Regions from separate parts of the Zea mays genome. Here region 2 is linked to region 1. The links are chromatin contacts, called in public Hi-C maps. All regions are on one chromosome and are shown on one strand. The core of a region is the stretch at or near the end of the contact, and the rest is flanking DNA. Distances in the headings are between cores, read along the strand shown.

Region 1 (5,875 bases), core at 997-3,496:
ATATCCAAAGAATTCACTAGGAGACCACAGGGAATGATAAAAATCCCTATTAACTCACTGAACCATTGGTTGAAGAAGAAAGCCGCAAGGATTGCAGTGTGACATTTTCTTACAATAGCCTTTTGGTCCATTTACTATACAATAAATTGGTACAGTTATTCTAGGATTGGGTGTACATATGAAAACAGGGTAATTGAATTTAATTGTCATGTTTCTAAAGACATCATGCATGGATTTTCATACTGCTATATATCAATTTCCAGTACATTTTCATTCAATCCGGGTTATCCCATTTCCATGTCAAACACGGAACTAATAAGCCCTACAGAAATATAGGACACAGAACAACCAAAGTTCGACCAGATAAGAGGCCGAACCAATTTAAATCACCTGTGTTATGTATCAAATTCCAGCACATATCTGGCAGCAATGTTTTCCACAGAACAGTTCTCCAGCAGAAATAAATAATACAACAGCTGGTGTTCAAAAATACATGTGATTAACTAGATAGCGAAGTCTTCATTCATGCCAATTTGGTCCTTGAAAATACTGAGCGGAGGAGGGCATTATCTTGGCTAGGGAAATTACTGATATCTGCATGTACAAACACAATATCAGGTATAATGACAGTCTTGGTTAACTGATACATTTGACTGAACAATCTGGATCTCTGTGTTGCTAATTCACTCATGAGGAAAGGTGCCTAAGTGTTGTGTTGTGCTGTGTACTTGGTGAAATGCACTAATAACCATATCAAGCCGAGCGTGGGCAGCAATGAACAAAGTGACGCGAACAAGACCAAAGATCTCGTACCTAGCATTGGAGAGTTCTCAAATCCAATCCTGCTCCTGCAACTTAAGAGGCAGGTAGACCTCAGTGAGGTACTGGAACCCGAAGGAACTGAGGGCCTGTATCTCAGCCTTTTGCTTGGTGCGAAGCATCGTCTCCAGCTCCTTCACCCAGCCCTCATTCTGCTTCACGAAGTCCTCCTCGAGCAGCTCTTTCCCCACCTTGATATCGTGATCGGTCATGGGGAGACGGCACTGCTCCGGCACTCTGTACTTGTCCAGGTCGCTCGGCCGGACACCGAGCCACTTGATGTCCGGCGTCGTCAGATTGGCACTGTCATACGACATGTTCTTGGAACCACACATGTACACCGACAAGATCTTGAGCCCGTATGGATCGGAATCCACCAGCGCGAGCACTGGCAGCTTCAGCTCAACCTTGAGCCTCCGCAGGAACAGCCGGGTGGCGACATCTGGCTGCCCCTTGGCCGTCAGAATGATGCAGGGGAAGCGGTTGTAGAACCTGTCCTCGGCGAGTCGCATGAATGCAGCGTCCTTCTCCACCAGGAGGATGAAGAGCGCGTCGCTCTCGATGCCCGAGACCCTGTCGACGTTGGGCGGAATGGCCTTGCCGCCGACGCCCATGCGCGTGCAGTCGATCCGGTCCCCGTCGTCGGCGAAGACGAGGCGGCCGACGACGACGCCCTTCTCGGAGGCGACGACGTGGAGCGAGGACCTGGTGCATCCGAGCATGCAGGAGACGTCGTCGAGGACGGCGTCAGACTGGGTCTGGTCGCCGAAGAGCTTGACGTCGGTGTAGAAGAGGTCACGCTTGGTGACGTGGATGCCCCTGCCGAGGACGGCGTGGACGAGGGAGAGGACTCGCGCCGTGATGGTGGCCTTGCGCGCGGTGGCGACGTTGGCGAAGGGGCGCGCGGACTCGCGGCGGACGAGCACGATGCGGTCGAGGTCCGGGAGGTAGACCTGGTTGGAGGCGGCGCGCGAGGGCACCGCGAAGGAGAAGCCCCGGCCGGAGAGGATGCTGCGCGCGGCGGCAAGGACGAGGCGGTTGATGCGGGAGGTGACGGAGGTGGAGTCCTGGTCGGCCACCACGATGTACGAGGAGGCGGGGTCCGCGCACGGGTCGTGGTCCGCGAGGGACCTGGCGGCGGCCTTGGATTTGGAAGCGGAGGCAGAAGCGAGGGAGCGGAGGGTGGCCAGGATGGAGGCGTCGGGGCGGAGCTTCGAGCGGAGGGACTCGGCGTACGACGCGGCCGAGGAAGCACGCGGCTTCTTGGAGCTGGATGCGGCGCCGGCCGCGCTCGCACCGGCGCGGCGCTTTTTCTCCGACATGGGGAGGAGCGAGAGATCGGAAGGCGGCGGAGGGAAATACGGGGTTCTGGGGCGCAGATGACGGCGTCGGCGGCGGGGCTTAGCTCGAGCGCGGCTGCGATTTGGTCTGGTGGTGACTGGTGAGGAGTGTGGAGGACCGACTGACCGAGTACCGGAGGAGGGCTGTGCCGCGCGCGGCGTCTCGGCTGGGCTAAGCTAATGGGCCGAATAGCTTATGGGCTCAAGGCCGCAATGACACAAAACTATAGATGAGCAAACTAGTCATGCTCGGCACGATACGACCTGGGCTCATGCCAAGGCACGACATGACCAGGCCCACGGGTCTATCGGGCCAAGCATGCACAATCATGCGTGGGCACATCCCTTTGAACCATTTTTTCGGGTCAAGCCAGCCCGAAAAGCCCTAGCCAAATAGAGTGTCGAGCTAGCACGAAAACACAATTTGAACAAAAACATGCACAATTTCAACATCCAACACAATTTGAACAAAATATACACAAAATTTGAGTTGTTAATGCAATGTTGTCTCGTTAAAAACCTTTATAGGTAAAACTCATACCTCGTGAGAAACCCTAGAAAGGAAAAAAGTACGACCAACTCAGTTTATAATTCAAATGTTCAAATTTATTACAAGCCAAAGGGTGATATCAAATTAGATCAGAATTCACGACGTAGCCCCCCTTCTCGGCTCCGTACCTCAACGGCCTTGGCGGCACTAGCACGACCACGACGTAGTCGGCCGATGACCTACCAAAGCCCACAAGCAAGCAGCGAAGAGGAGATTAGGGTTAGGGATTGCCGATTGGAGAGGGAGAGCCGAAGAGGGACGTACCTGCCTAGCCGGAGCTCAAAGCCGGAGACAAGGATCTAGTGCACAACGACGCTTGACGAGCCGATAACCGACGACGACGAGATTTGGGTTAGGGATTTCTGGATTAGGGAGGGACCGAGGGAGAGCCAGAGAGGGGCAAGCCGCACAAAAGGAGTGTAGGAGACCCGCCGATGTCGCCGGTGATGAAATTTCGATGGTGGCGACAACAACAGCGAGGCAAAGACGGCGCGACGGGCAGACCACGAACAAACGAATCGAGTGGGGAGAGGAGCAGGAGAAGCCGTGTGGGAGTGGGACACTGGGATGAGACGAGGGGAAGGGGGATGTCGTGTGTGCCTTATGCCCTGCACCCCGACACCGAGGCGGCCCCGTGCCTGCTGTTTTCTGGCGGGCCGGGTCGCGCAGCAAGCACTATGGATAGCCCAAGCATGGCCTCGTTTATTGTGGCGGTCCGGCCCAGGCACGAACCCAGTCGGGCAAAAAAAAGAGCCTCGGGCTACATGCTCATGTATACACACACAGAACATCAACGAGTCTCGCAGAACATCAACAACAACGAGTCTCGTACGTCCTATATATTATTCCTAGCAGATACTCAGAACTTCATCGATTTCTATACAGAACCATACATATGTTATGTACACGCACGAGCTTGTTTGGGAGCAAGAAAAATAAAAGGAATTTGAGGGGCTAAAATCCTCTTGTTACTCAGAATTAAATAGCAAGGGGATTCTAGCCCTTACAATCCTTTCCCCCTTGCTACCAAAACATAAACGTAAGGTTCCCCGTGCGTCGTATGTTACGAAAAAAGAGAGCCCATGCATCCTGAACAGGATCGCTGAAGATTGAGGGCTGATTACAACCTGACTTTTACAACGAGATATAGAGTGACTGTGTGGTCGTGGGGCACACTGATTTTCTAGGAACAGCAAGCTCTCAACACATCCTGCATGTCAGGATCATCTCCGGCTTCTTTGTCCTGTTAAAAGAGATACCAGAAAAGAGAAGTTGCATTCAGTGTGACAGTGTCATAGTATGATAGTATTCTTTTTTCATGGGGAGAACAGAAGGGGTTTGCCCCTATTGATTATATATACGTACTTTATAATCAGAACAAGCGGTACAAAGTTTTCGTAAAAGGGGCACTGACCTTGTGGATGTACAGGATGTTATCGATACCTGGACCTGCAACAATTAACCCCCCTTGATACCTAGAGAAAATGCAATGTATCAATGCTATAAAGACAATTGCAAAAACTCTAACAGCCAACTCGAATTTCGGGTTTACAACAGCAAAAAGGCGAAGCCAGAAGGCAAACATACCATCCGCCTTTTGTCCTGGTGTTCTTCTCGAATGACAATTCCCAGTCCTGCCTGTATCCTTCCCTGTACAACTGTATTATCTTGAGGCCAGCCTATGAAATGATGGAAAGAACCGTTTATGTATACGTTGGGGTTGGGGAACATAAACTACACAGCATGCAAAATTTATGTCCAGTATAAGGGTTACCGCGGGCGTAAAGGTGGAGAACAACCCGAATGCAAATTCAAGAGCGTCATACGATGAGTGAGTAGGGTCAGCATACACTTCTGTAATGTAAATCACCAGATTTGTCATACAGTGGACAGTAGTTCGAGTTTTGCACTAGAAAGTATGAATCAGAAAACACATCGTCACAGATTTACACACTTAAACACCTACCAGGAAATCAAGAGAACAATTATTTTTCACATTTATGCAAAAAAGAAATAAAGAAAAGGATCCAGCTGTGCGTTTTTACTTAGCTTATTTATTATCGGACAGTTCATCACGAAACACCCAAATCACGGCTCTTAAGGCAGCAAAGCGTCATATACTCATATGGTGATTTGGATGTGCCTTATCGCCTAGGTGATACCCTAACTTAAATCAGTACTTGATTTCGTTTCCAAACAAAAAGTAGGACACACGCTTTACCTGCCGAACGTAAATTTCAGTCCCAGGTCTGTGATTACCTTCATGAGTTGTATATATGCTTGCATACGGCCACACCAAGTCATGGTAAAAGCAACATCAACCACTTGGGTGTTGTATTTATGATAGAGTCAATGGACCTAAGCCCGTTACACAAGAGCCCATTACAAGGAATACACAGATACTAACACCCCCCGCAATCGAAACTCTAGCCACGGGAGATGTTGAGACTGGACCGAAACTCCTCAAACACCGACGTAGGGAGGCCCTTGGTGAAGATGTCGGCAAATTGAGAAGTGGTCGGGACGTGAAAAACCCGCACGTCTCCAACAGCAATCCACTCGCGAACGAAGTGGAGGTCCAGCACGAGATGTTTCGTGTGCTGATGCTGGACGAGGTTGGTGGAGAGGTACATGGCGCTGACGTTGTCACAATAGACAAGGGTGCTCCGCGTCAGCGGACTGTGTAGCTCCTAGAGCAGCTGACAAAGCCACGCCGCCTCGGCGACGGCGCTAGCCACTGCGCGATACTCGGCCTCGGCGCTGGAGCGGGAGACGATGGGCTACCGCTTCGAAGACCAGGAGACGAGGTTGTCGCCAAGGAAAACGACGAAACAGGAAGTGGACCGACGAGTATTGGGACAACCACCCCAATCGGCGTCGGTGTAGACGACGAGGTCAGTGGTCGTAGGTCGGCGAAGAAGAAGGCCGAAGTCGGTGGTGCCTTGGAGGTACCGAAGGATCCGCTTCGTAGCGGTGAGATGCGGCTCCTGCGGGCGTGCATATGAAGGCACACCTGCTGGACAGCATAGACGATGTCGAGATGGGTGAAGACAAGGTACTGCAATGCTCCGACAAGACTCTGATAACTGGTCGGATCAGCCACCGGAGAGCGGGCGTCGGTGGAGACCTTGCCCTGAGTGTCCACCAGAGTCGAGCAGGGATTACA
Region 2 (5,875 bases), core at 2,269-4,768, 270 kb before region 1:
AGCATTCTGAGTCTTTGGATCAGCCATTGATGCTTCAAGGTCAACATAAAAAAGGTAATCAAAGTTCCTGGTGCAATCCAGGATTGGATGGGTTAGAAAGATATAAACACTTGCCCAGCACAAGTAATGCTCATATTCATGCAAAACTGCAGGTAGTGAAATTGAATGATTTAGAAGGCCACAGGTTTAGCATCTAACTTTAAGAGTGAGGAACAGTCATCAGATACCCGAAGAGGCCTTTCCTTGTGTGGACGACTTTCAATCTGCACATCCATTCAAAAACAGAGCACAGATAGTGAATCATTTGTACAAAATGCATGGAACTGACAAGACAAAGTTGTTTGGTAGACCTTTGTGAGGTTGATGTCCCTCAGTGCAAATACAGCAAGTGCCTTAAAGAGCTGTCCAGGTCCTTCTTCTAGTGAAAAGACTATGCTTGTCTAAAAAATGGTCATACAACAAATCAGCTGTGGTGACAATGAGGATAAGCAGTGATAATGGAAAAGAGCTTGCACAAATATGGGTACCTTAAATGGTTTATCAGTGCGAGGTATGATGGGTTCTCGAGCTAGCATCATAAAACGGGTGACATTATCTTTGTCATCCTAAATAAATTGACAGGTTAATTTTCAGAACAAAGATCAGAATGTGTATCTTATTTAAATATTTTAGCATGAACTCGCTGTACCTGAATATTCTCAGCAAGAACATCCAATCCATACAGTTTAGCCGCCAACGAACTAGCAATAGCACCAGTGTCCTGGAGCATATGTTCTGCAACAATCTAGGAAAGAATGCTATTGCTATGATTAAAAACAGAGAGTTCAACATAATGGGTAACTGAAATCACAATCTATAAAAGAATAAAAAAAGAGTTGCTAAAAAAGGGATATCTGAATTAAAAGGTGATTTTTAGGTGAACAAAACCCCTCAATCTACCTTTGCTGCACCAGCAGTGTCGTCAACAGCTTCTCTATGCTCAATTCCTAGTGATGTTAATGTGTGCTCACATTGCGCAAGAGCCTATCAATTAAAATAAATGATATGGTTGCAAGATTACCTCCGATGAAAACAAGCAGTAATGAGAGTAGTAAAGACAGATCAACCAAGCAGTTCACCTGGGGATGACTCATAGCACTTTTCAGGTTTTCAATCTTCACGCCAGGATTGGCTAATAAGCAATGGCGAACCGCAAGGCGAACTTCTCCTACAATGTGCAAACTATGCCGAAGCAAAAGATCATAATTCCTATGTATGCTACCTCCCAATGAATTCTCAAGTGGCAGTACGGCCCTATCAGCTACCCAGTTTTGAACAGCCTGTCAAAGGAGAACATGAGATAAAACAAAAGTCACATCAATACACTAACTAGAGAAGTGTATCTTTAAGACAAAACACATATACCTCTCTGAAAAATAGTTTTAGAAGAAAAAAAATTATGTTACATGTTAACCTACTTTTAGTGCAATGGTACAAATCTCTCCTGTGCTAGAAAAAAATATTACCCTACTGCTACCAAGTCACAAAAATGTGCTTCCCTTATAGTCTATTTCAGGAAATTGACATGATAAGTAAATTTAGCCTCATCTATCTCAATTTTCAAAGAACACAACTACACAAGAGCAGATATGTGGCATTTTTTACATTCCGCAAGCACGATAAATTCGTATGAGCAATAGCCCCCCCAAAAAATGGTATGAACAACATTGCTGGCTAGAGCTTGTTTTTTCTAACACAGCATGGGAAGCATTTAATGCATATTATGTGTTAGTGATGATTATTTCTACCAATTAGTGTGTTAAACAAAAGCAATATGGAGCCAGTCCAATTCAGCAGTGGCGGAGCTACATGGTGGTCCTTGTGGGCCACGGACCACCATGCGCTCAGTACAACCAAAGTCCATACAAGTCTACAATTGGGACAATCGGATGGAGCGACACTTCAACAAATTTACTGCAGACGGGGCAGCGGACGTGGCCATAGGCTGTAGGCATCTCTGTGACGCAACTGTGAGCAACCCTGGCGGCAAGCTGCAGTCTAGCAGGCAGCAGGTACAAGTACGACTTGACGTTTCACGTTTGTAAAGGCTCCAACCGACAAAGCTAATTAGCCTGTTGTCACTATCCCCGTCAAACGAGTATTGTTTGTACCCGTCGCAACAACACGTGTTGATAGAGTATTTTCTGCAATAATACTTGTCAAGAATAAATTAAGAAATAAGATGGAGATAGTCTTTTGATGATTGTCTCGTCATTTTTTGTCGAACGATATATTTTCTTATAAGTGGGTGAAGATGATATCATAAATACTTTCATGGCTATTAAGAGGTGTAGGTCCAACAAAAAAAGTAGAATTATATTTTTTCTTAAACTATCATCATTAGTATGTAAGGTATAATTGTTATACTTTTATTTTTAATATGTTAGATGATTATAAGACCTTTTTATTTGATTATATTGTATTTGGTAATTTTTTTATTTAGAAACCGATGTGTTGCATTTATATAGTCAAAAAAATCTAGTTAGACCACCCGTCACTAAAATCCTAGGTACGCCACTGCAATTCAGCCTTGGTACTTCTCAATAGGTTTCGTAAGACAACATTTAACCACTTGCAATCTGGTATCCTACCAAAATCGCAACATGAGTCAAGTAAAGTAACTAGGATGTGCTGAACAGGCAACACCCTTTGTTACCTGAAATGCAGTGTCGAAGTGCTCACAGGGCACAGTCTCACAATTCGGGTACGCCTTCTTTGCTGCTGCTTCGCTGTACGCTCCAGCACAACCCTAAGTTTAACACCATAACCAAACTCCCTTAAATTATCTGAAACACACAAGCACAGTCCTAAGGAAATTGAAACAGCACCCGTGAGACGCGTTTCGTCGAGCACCTACCTGGTAAGCAACCTTGAGCCCCTTCCCGTCCACCTCCATGACGTCCGCACTTGTGAGCGGACCTAAACACAGCCAAAAAAAAAACACGCAGATCACAGATTAGCACCGTTTGATTAATCAAACCCGAGATTAGCAAACGCAAGGACCGTCGCGTCCGCGCGACTTACGAGGCAGCCAGTGGGGATCGCGGGCGGCGGGGACGGAGGCGGGCGCTGGCGGGCGACGCAACCCGTTAACGTCCACAGACTCGACGCCGTCCGACACCGTTAGCCGAGGCGGCGAGGTGGGAGAGATGGAGATGGAGTTGGGGTTGGAGTTGTCACCGTTGGAGGCGCTGCATTTGAGAGAAAAGCGGCGGTGTGGCGAGAACGGGGTGGCGTTGGTGGATCGGGCACGGGCGGGGAAGAAGGGGGTCCGGAGGCAGGCCGTGGGCGCCATTGCCGCCGCCGCGCTAAAGGCCTTATGGCCCTCCCACCTGGTCGTCAGTCACACGAGACGAGAGGACACGGAGCTTTGCCTGGTCGCCGACACATCCGGAGTTGCGGACCGGAGTCAGTATATTTTTGCCAACATGATACGGCCCAGAATATTTTGCCAACATGAGCCGGTCTGTCTAGCCCAGCACAACAAATTCAGGCTCGCCCTTGCTTGAGGATGTCGTGGTTTAATTTATACCATATGATGGAGGTGTATACTAGCTTACACATCCTCGTATCTATATTTAAATTTTACTCTACGAATAATACAGTCTACAGTACAAAACAGTATAAAACAATATTTTAAATAATCATATGGATGAATTGATGGACACGGTCTAAACAGTACCAATACCGTTTTTATATTTTTTTATAGAACATGAAATCGAAAATGATTACTACAGAAAACAATATTGGTATTTCGGAAACATCGAAAACGAAAGTTCGGTACGAAAAATATACCAGTAACAATCGAAATCTAAAATACAATCGGAAAAGATACCAATATGAAAATATCTCAGTATAACAAGTTCACAATACAAAGAAGTTTACAAAGATCATAAAGACCACAAGTTCTCCATTCGCAATATAACAAATTCACAAAGATCACAAATTCATAATATAATAAATTCACAAAGATCGCAAGTTAATAGTATAACAAGTTCGGTTCATAGAGATCACAAGTTCACAGACTCAAAGTTTATAAGTTGGTAAGTTCACAAACTTCACAATTCATAATATCCACTCGCTCCAGCTGACATGGCATATTTTCGCATAAAATATTTTTTCTCAAATAAAGAGTTATATGTCGTATCCTCAGAGGAAAACCCTAAAATCTAGTGTCTAAAAAAGGCAGGCTATCGGCTCTCTATCATTATCTATATCACTATATAAACCACCAATTTAAACTTTGAAAACCCCACCCAACCAAATCACCCTTGCACTCATAACCTCCACTAAATTCACCAAACAAATTGCACTAGACTTAACACATATCATCAAAACCAATGGTTCAGATCGCTGGATAACCCTCTCTCCCTTAGATTGTTTCCAGCAGTTTACCCCATATGGTCATCCAAAACACTGTTTTACATTGTTTTACACTCTAGACTACACTATTTATAGGGTGGAGTTTGAATATGGATATGAGATGGGTAAGCTGCTGAAGATAGTCTCACACGCTCAAATCTAGTGAACAACATTCTTTGGATCCTCTACCATCCCTCTCCTTCTCATTCTCTCACAATCTTGGCGCCCCTAGCCTCTCCATGACTCCATCCCCCTCCCCTCACTCGCGCTGTTGTTGCCCCCGCCGTCGACCCCTCTCCTCCCTAAGATCGTAGCGTTAACATAGACTATATAGTAGTATATTACTAATACATAACATCTACATAAAAAAGGGTGGATTCGTTCGATATACCAAATCACCTATTCCAACTGCCTCCACCATCTATCCCTAAAAATTCTTAACGCGTCCAAAAAATACAAAAAGAAGTAATCCGGCTATAGAGACGTACATGCGGTGCGACAAATCACCTTTAGGAGGAGGAGGACCTGGTTGGTCCGCCTATGGGCTGTGCCCGAGTTGCTTGCCTTCTGAAAAATTCTAAGACACAATTTTGGAAAATTCTGAGACACAAATCCTGTAATTTCCATAAAAAATCGGTAACTGAAGTAAATGGTCGGTAAAATATCACGTTGATTTCGATAGAAAATTTTGTAAATCGATTTTTTTATTAAACAACATCGTTACCGGGGAATCCAATAAAAAAACTAAAATTAGTTTGCAGAATACCGAAAAACTACGAAATTGTTTTCATCCATAACTTTAGTAACACATCTCTCGTGTAAGTTAAGAGCTCCTCTATACTTAAAATTTATTGCATATATAGTAATTTAACTAGTTTTTAATTTATATAGCTCAAAAAACAAATCCAATATGTAATAGTAACCAACATATATTTATTCTAGTTAGTTGCTCGTGCATCGCTACAGTTCTATATATGATATATGGTTTCGTTGTAAAAAACAAAATGAGTTGCACTGGTTAGAGGTGAGTGTTCTTCGCTGTCACATGAGAAACGTTGGCGACGCTAGCTATACGTGGGAGGGGGCGACGCACGATGAAACTTCTTCTTTATATAGTAAGGATTGCAACCTCCTAATACAAATATGAGTCAAAACCTCTTATTAAGATAACATGACAACAAATTTTTATATAGTAATTAAAGTCATCTCTATCAAACACATCTAGCTCTTAAGGAATCGTTGATAAGTTCTTCATCTTCGTTGCCAATCATGCCAATGCTTGATCCGGTGATAACAGAGAAGCTCACAAGAACAACTTCCTTTTATGAAAGGCTCAGTAACTTTTATTATTATAAAGCACACAACTATTACACTGTCTTGACAATAAGATCAAACCCCGTTGAAGACAATCATCGTCACCAAAGAAGACAAGAAGACGGAAGTCGCACCAAATGTAGAATAAGCGACATGGATC

Evidence for each region. Hi-C and Micro-C count contacts between places; a contact is called where the count stands out from the background.
Region 2: a Hi-C map of root tip shows a contact between it and region 1, with 4 times the contacts expected there. The contact joins the promoter of LOC100281744 here to the promoter of LOC100273699 in region 1. A contact is called at or near these places in 5 of 25 Hi-C or Micro-C datasets (bundle sheath, ear, leaf and 2 more).

Annotation. Positions count from the first base shown.
Region 1 is chr1:43,345,386-43,351,260 of Zm-B73-REFERENCE-NAM-5.0, reverse strand. LOC100273699 reads right to left here and starts at 2,246. Exons shown (of 2, transcript NM_001148111.1): 1 at 814-2,246; 2 at 179-594. The coding sequence starts at 2,141. The coding sequence ends at 831. LOC100278941 reads right to left here. Exons shown (of 9, transcript NM_001367126.1): 6 at 4,484-4,563; 7 at 4,297-4,388; 8 at 4,124-4,184; 9 at 3,532-3,952. The coding sequence ends at 3,893.
Region 2 is chr1:43,620,255-43,626,129 of Zm-B73-REFERENCE-NAM-5.0, reverse strand. It overlaps LOC100281744, which reads right to left and starts at 3,518. Exons shown (of 12, transcript NM_001351094.1): 1 at 3,064-3,518; 2 at 2,897-2,958; 3 at 2,696-2,788; 4 at 1,119-1,319; 5 at 940-1,023; 6 at 689-784; 7 at 528-605; 8 at 351-440; 9 at 199-263; 10 at 1-67. The coding sequence starts at 3,334.